Regions from separate parts of the Mus musculus genome. Here region 2 is linked to region 1. Evidence: chromatin contacts called from public Hi-C data. All regions are on one chromosome and are shown on one strand. Each heading gives the region's core, a stretch centred on a gene start, on an enhancer-like site or on the middle of the called end of the contact. The rest is flanking DNA. Distances are from core to core; before and after follow the strand shown. Region 1 overlaps Itga4 (integrin alpha 4). Region 2 holds the start of Itprid2 (ITPR interacting domain containing 2).

Region 1 (2,817 bases), core at 295-2,794:
TCTCATTACCTAGCTGAAACCCAACAGGACAGATCTTTTATTACTATTTTGAAAGCAATCTAAGTTTCCCAGTAATTAGACAGGAAAGGGCCTGCCCATCTACATTGTTGAAACAGTTGTTCTTAAACCCAGCTTCACCCCCAAATACAGTCATCTGGGAGATATTTTTGAATGCTGATGGCCTGGTCTCCCCACAACCCATCAGCCTTGGGTTTGAGTACTCGTGGTGGGGGAGGGGCACGGGAGGTAGTTGGTATTTGTTTAAAATTCTCCTGGGTGATCTCAAGACCATTCAACTCCTTCACACGGAACAGTAGATTTACAAGCACAGAGGCTGAGGGAAGGAACTCTCAACGGTCTAAGAAAAGCATAAGATGGGGCCATCTTGACTCTTCTGCTGAGATTTTTCTGGCATTCCCAAAGAGAAGAGAAAGTGTTCCAGAAATCAAGGAAGTTCCAGAACTGGAGTGGTGACTTGCAGACTATTCCTGGAACTAATTTTGCCTAGTAACACATACTGAAAGCCTCTCTGTATTGTGGTTGAAGTTGAGGATTGTCTCAGTGGGAAGCAATGTCAAGAAGCAAAAAGAAGAAATAATCACAATGTGTAGATGTGTGGGTGTGAGTGTGTATGAAGGGAGGATGTGTGTATACATAAGTGTATGCCTGTTAAAATAATTCCTCACAATTTTATTATTTTATGAATTTTCTTTATGGCTTCATAGTCGTACTTTTGACCCATTTTGAATCAAGACATGTAACACAAATAGAAGACTGATTATTGTTTTCCATTTATGAAGTTCAATTTTTAGCACATATTTCTGGGTTTTGGGTTGGGATGGGATGATGGCTAATAAGATTTGGGTTTGGCCACAATGAAGATGAATAAGGTCTGTGCTGAACCATAGAAGCAGAGCAGAACGGCTGCAAACAAATGTATGCAGCTAATCCCAGTCAAAACAAAGTCCTCCTTCCTACTGGTTACTATTCATCATCGTTTCTTCCCAGCGATCACAGCCTATACCATTAAGAGCTCTTGACTTCTAAGGTTGAGTCTTTTCTGTAAAGTAGATAAGTGATATACATTATATCGTTTAATATATACACACACTATGTAAATATATATATATATTTAAATTACCACAAATCAGAGGCCTATAAATTAGACAGTATCTGTTGTTGATACCACATAATAACACATGTGAAAGACTGTGTCTAGTCTGACTTAACCCCAGCCTCCACATGCCCCATTCAAGAGCAACTTAGCCTCACCACTTGAATCCTGAGAAAGTCTGAGCATTTTTCATGTCAAAATAAACACCTCTTCTTGTGGCTTCTGGAGGGCTCGTTGTTCTGTTTCTAAGAATCATTGCTTTAACCAGAGAACTAAGAGTAGGGACTTGGGCAACACAGGAAATAAAGCCTAGAGCCTTACAGGCTCTCAGAGAAGTCATTCTAAACAAGCCAGGTCGTTCAGAAGTCCTTCTGAAGGACTCAGAAAAAAACCAGAAATGGAGAGATATGTGCTGAAATGATAAGAAAGGGGCACAGAGAACAGGAAGGCTAGGCAGTAACAGCAGTAACTGTCTTCTGCAGGGCTAACTCTACTGTGCAGGAAGCAGCTTGGATAAAACAGATAACAGCTTAACTTGGCAAAGGTGTCTCTAATGTTCATTTAAAAACGTAGGGAACAGCTCAGCTAAGAAACACATAATTGCATGCAGGATGCTATTCTTGCACATATGAACTTCTGGGCCATTTTCAGCTAGCAAATTTGCACGCTATCATTTGCATGGTTCCAAAGCATCGTGTTTGTTGTTTTTTAACGTCTGGTGACTAACTAGAGAAGAGAACATTTGTTTGCAAATATCAAACCTGATCTTGAAGAAAACACCCATTTTTCATCCCCATGCAAACAGGGAAGGTGGCGTTCGGAGGACCACGCACTCTTGTCTTTAACAATGACAACTGCAGGTGGATTGGCTGGTGTTGACTATAATTTTAAAAATAGTTTTGTATTTTCGATTATATGGCATTTATTGTTATAGTAACAGAGCTTCAACTGCACATAGCCTGGCTGCCTTTGGTGGTGCGTTTTTGACATTAATTTTAAAATATTGGTGGTTTTAAAGACAATTCCAACTGAAAACTGCATCCCAATGAAAATTAAATCCTTTGGCCTCCCCTTCTTACTTCTCCTGTATTGGTTTGGAATCATGTAGCCCTAGTAGCTCCCTGTGTTAGGCTAACACTGTTGGTTGAATGCTTCTCAGCAATTAGAGTGAAGTTTATTGGAACTGGAAGATGGTAGCTGAGAGCTCACAAAATGGAGTGTATAATGGAACATTATAAAACAGGTTCTGTTTTCCTGGACTTCCTTCCTTTCCTCTTCTTTCTCCAGCCTTTCCTTCTCTCATCATTCTCACATAGGAAGCTCTGTGTACATCAAGACTACTCTCTATCAGGGTTTGGACCACAGCGAACTGTTCTTCCTGTTGCTTAGCAGTGTTCTTTCTCTGGGTCTGTTTGCCTTCATTTCTCAGTCAATCTCCCAGACTATCCATTAGTAGTAGAAGACATCATTGGTTTCCAGGAAACCAAGCCAACAAAGCATTATCAATGTTCTATGCTAACCATGCTTCTGACCTGATCTGAAGCAACCCTTGGAATGGACAGGGATGGCTGGATCCCCTGACTAGGACTCCAGGAAAGAGTTTGGGCAGCTCCCGTAAGCTCGGTTGTGTTAAAGCATTAGGTATTTCTGTGAATGATGGTTTGAAATCCACACATATATTCATAAATATCTTCCTACACTTC
Region 2 (2,700 bases), core at 9-2,508, 370 kb after region 1:
GAAGGTCCCTGTGCTACTTTAAAGATGAATAGATTATGTGCAAAGGCCTGCACAAGAAACTAGGTTCCATCTCATCTCAAGGACACTACATTCTGTGTTCCAAAAACTATTTCCTTCATTTATGAATGCACACTTAACTTGGACTTTTATGAACTGCAAATATCTATTTCAAGTGGAAAATTTCTTCCTTAAAATATTATTTATGTAAAAATGTCCTTTTTAGTCAAGAAAAAGCATAAAAATAGACCAAAGCAAAAAACTATTCTCACTTTGCTTGCAGAGTTCAATAAAATGTTGGAAGCTTTCTATATTGTCTGTAGATGGTTTAGGACATTCACTGTTTGATATGTAACACTTTGTCTCAATCTGGATAGAATTTTAATCTTTTTTTCCTCATAGGAAATACAAGTATGATAAAGGGGACGGAGGAAGCTGGGATTTAAGAATTGTTTCAGAAGCTTGGCATGACCTGCTTCTTGTTACATCTTCTAAGTCCCAAATCCAAGCAGTTAGCTTTCTTTATACTCCCAGGTCGCTTTCTTCACTTCCTTTTTTTTTTTTTTTTGTCTGCAGCTTCAATGTGACATACCCACTTTTTTCTCACTGGATTTTCATACCTCACATAACCAGGACACACAGGTTTCTCAAAATGTGCGAGCAACACCAAGGTAAGCTTTGACAAGCTGACAGTACAATCTCACGTCTCTTTCATCCTTGCCCAATCCTGTAGGCATCCTACACTGATTAAGTCTCAGCAGCCCAGTCACTTGTTTGCACGCGGGGGCGTTTTATGAGACTTGGCCTTGGCACTTTACCTCTATTTCTGGACGAGAGAGGAGTTGAGAGAAGGAAAAGCTGTAAAGCAAACAAACAAACAAATCTGGCTCTTTCCTGAGGCCACCGCGAAGGGGCGGTTCGGCTCCTAGCCCGTCAGGACGTGCCCCGCCCCAACTCTCGTCCTCACCTCCCGGCAAGACCGCCACCGGAAGAGGGCGTGGCCTCCGTCGTGGGCGTGGCGCACAGCTGCGAGAGGCTGGACTGTGCATTAGCGGGGGCGTGGCTAGAAAGGGGGCAGGGCGGGGTCTTAGAGTAGGCGGGACCGGGCCGGGCGGGCGCTCGGCGCCTACCCGGCTTGCCGGAGCCACTCGCGCTCCTGCGCCCCGCCAGGCCGGGTTCACGTGAAGCGCCGGCCCTCCGCCCCTCCCTCCCTTCCTTCCCTCCCCCCCTCCCTGTCCCCTCCTCCTGCGGCGCCCGCTCTGGCTCCCCCGGGCCCCCTGCCCGGCTGGGCGCTGACAGCAGCGGCGGGGGTCCCCGCAGCCGCCGCTGTGTCCCGCGCAGGCTCGGGCTGGGCCCGCGGAGCCCCCGGCGCGGCCATGAACCGACCCCTGTCGGCGGAGGCGGAGGAGGAACTGGAGTGGCAAGTGGCGAGTCGCAGGAGGAAGGCCTGGGCCAAGTGCCGCAGCTCCTGGCAGGCGTCGGAGACCGAGGATCTGTCCACAGAGACGACGACGCAGGACGAGGACGAGGACGACGAGGAGGACCTCCCAGGCACGAAGCTGCCGGCACCCGCGGGGCGAGGTCGGTGCGCGGGACAGGGACGTGCGATCAGGGAGGTGGCGTGCTCCGTGCCACCGGGCGCGGGGACCGGACGCCCCCGAACTTTAAATGCGCGCGTGACCCGCGCTTCAGCTCCAGCATGTGCACCTGGCTGCCGGCTGGCTCCCCTGGGTCGGGCGCCGGGAAGGCTCTCGGAGGCTACGGGTTGCCAGGGCAGATTCTCCTGCAAGGGAGTGTCAGGATGGCACAGCCTCTGAGTACTTATGTTTGGGGTCTTTAACGAGCTGTCCCTTCGCTCTACTCCCGCAGGAAACGTGCCCAACGAGAAGATCGCGATATGGCTCAAAGACTGCCGGTAAGTAAAGCGGGGGTTGCCTGGGGGAGAAGCGAGGGGGTTCGACTTCGTCTCTGGGTCCCGTGGTCACTGTAAGCTAGGAACCGGAAAGTGAGCCGGCCGATAGCTTCCTTCTAGAAGCGATTAGAACTGGAAGTGCTGTGGCCGCTGATTATTTGGTGACCGAGTTGACGACTTCAGCAGTCCGGGCATGATGTCAGCAGCAGATCAGAAACTAAAACAGGTCACAGTGATGCTACTTTGGCTGGTCGTGCTTTCTCTTGAAATAATTTTGATGTTTCACAGAACCTTTTATTTTTCTTTATTTTGGCATCTGCATATCTGGCATAGAATCATTTTCCTTTCAAACGTGTTATAGACGAGTTTAATTTACTTAGCTACACTAACTGGGGTTTAATTTGTGTTGTGTGCCTTAGGTCTCTCTGGGGACCTATTAAAACTAGCCAACTTGCTCCTTGGAGTTTAAGTCCTGGGACAGGGTTTTGTCAGATGGCATTGGAATTCGCAGAAGGAAATGGAGCTTTGAAGGCATTCATACTTTATGAGTCTGTTTAGTTACATACTTTGGCAACCTGCACAAAAATGTTTGATAAAATACAGAGGAGATGGGTTTTATTACAAGTAAATTTGACTAAAGTAAAATGTGTTTTACTTCTATTTTTTCCCCCAGTTTATTTGCTCTTTGAAAAACCTTGTGTGTGAAGACTATAACTTTTAAACTTTGGTTGGCATTTGCTTCTGGGCATATTATTGTTTTCGCAAATTATGTTTATCCTAGGGATTATTTG

Evidence for each region. A called contact is a pair of places that touch in the nucleus more often than the background predicts.
Region 2: a contact with region 1 is called in a Hi-C map of LSK cells, with 4 times the contacts expected there. The contact joins the promoter of Itprid2 here to the enhancer-like site in region 1. A contact is called at or near these places in 3 of 39 promoter capture datasets (the HPC-7 cell line, hippocampal neurons and pre-B cells), 7 of 484 Hi-C or Micro-C datasets (the Ba/F3 cell line, CD4 T cells, CD8 T cells and 3 more), 2 of 115 datasets of contacts at active chromatin or transcription factors (bone marrow-derived macrophages and memory CD8 T cells) and 1 of 9 other capture datasets (adipose tissue).

Annotation. Positions count from the first base shown.
Region 1 is chr2:79,268,852-79,271,668 of GRCm38.p6, forward strand. The region is part of intron 2 of Itga4 (integrin alpha 4); the gene reads left to right. Among named protein-coding and RNA genes, the nearest start is that of Itga4, 15 kb to the left of the region's middle. Within about 2 kb of position 1,545, at least 40 of the 459 cell types and tissues checked have an H3K27ac peak or open chromatin away from gene starts, as enhancers often do. A contact at or near this core is called in the Ba/F3 cell line, CD8 T cells, the HPC-7 cell line and 2 more, where this site is marked.
Region 2 is chr2:79,634,167-79,636,866 of GRCm38.p6, forward strand. It overlaps Itprid2 (ITPR interacting domain containing 2), which reads left to right and starts at 1,259. Exons shown (of 18, transcript NM_080558.4): 1 at 1,259-1,578; 2 at 1,867-1,912. The coding sequence starts at 1,374. Gm46751 (a long non-coding RNA gene) reads right to left here and starts at 896. Exons shown (of 2, transcript XR_001783386.2): 1 at 816-896.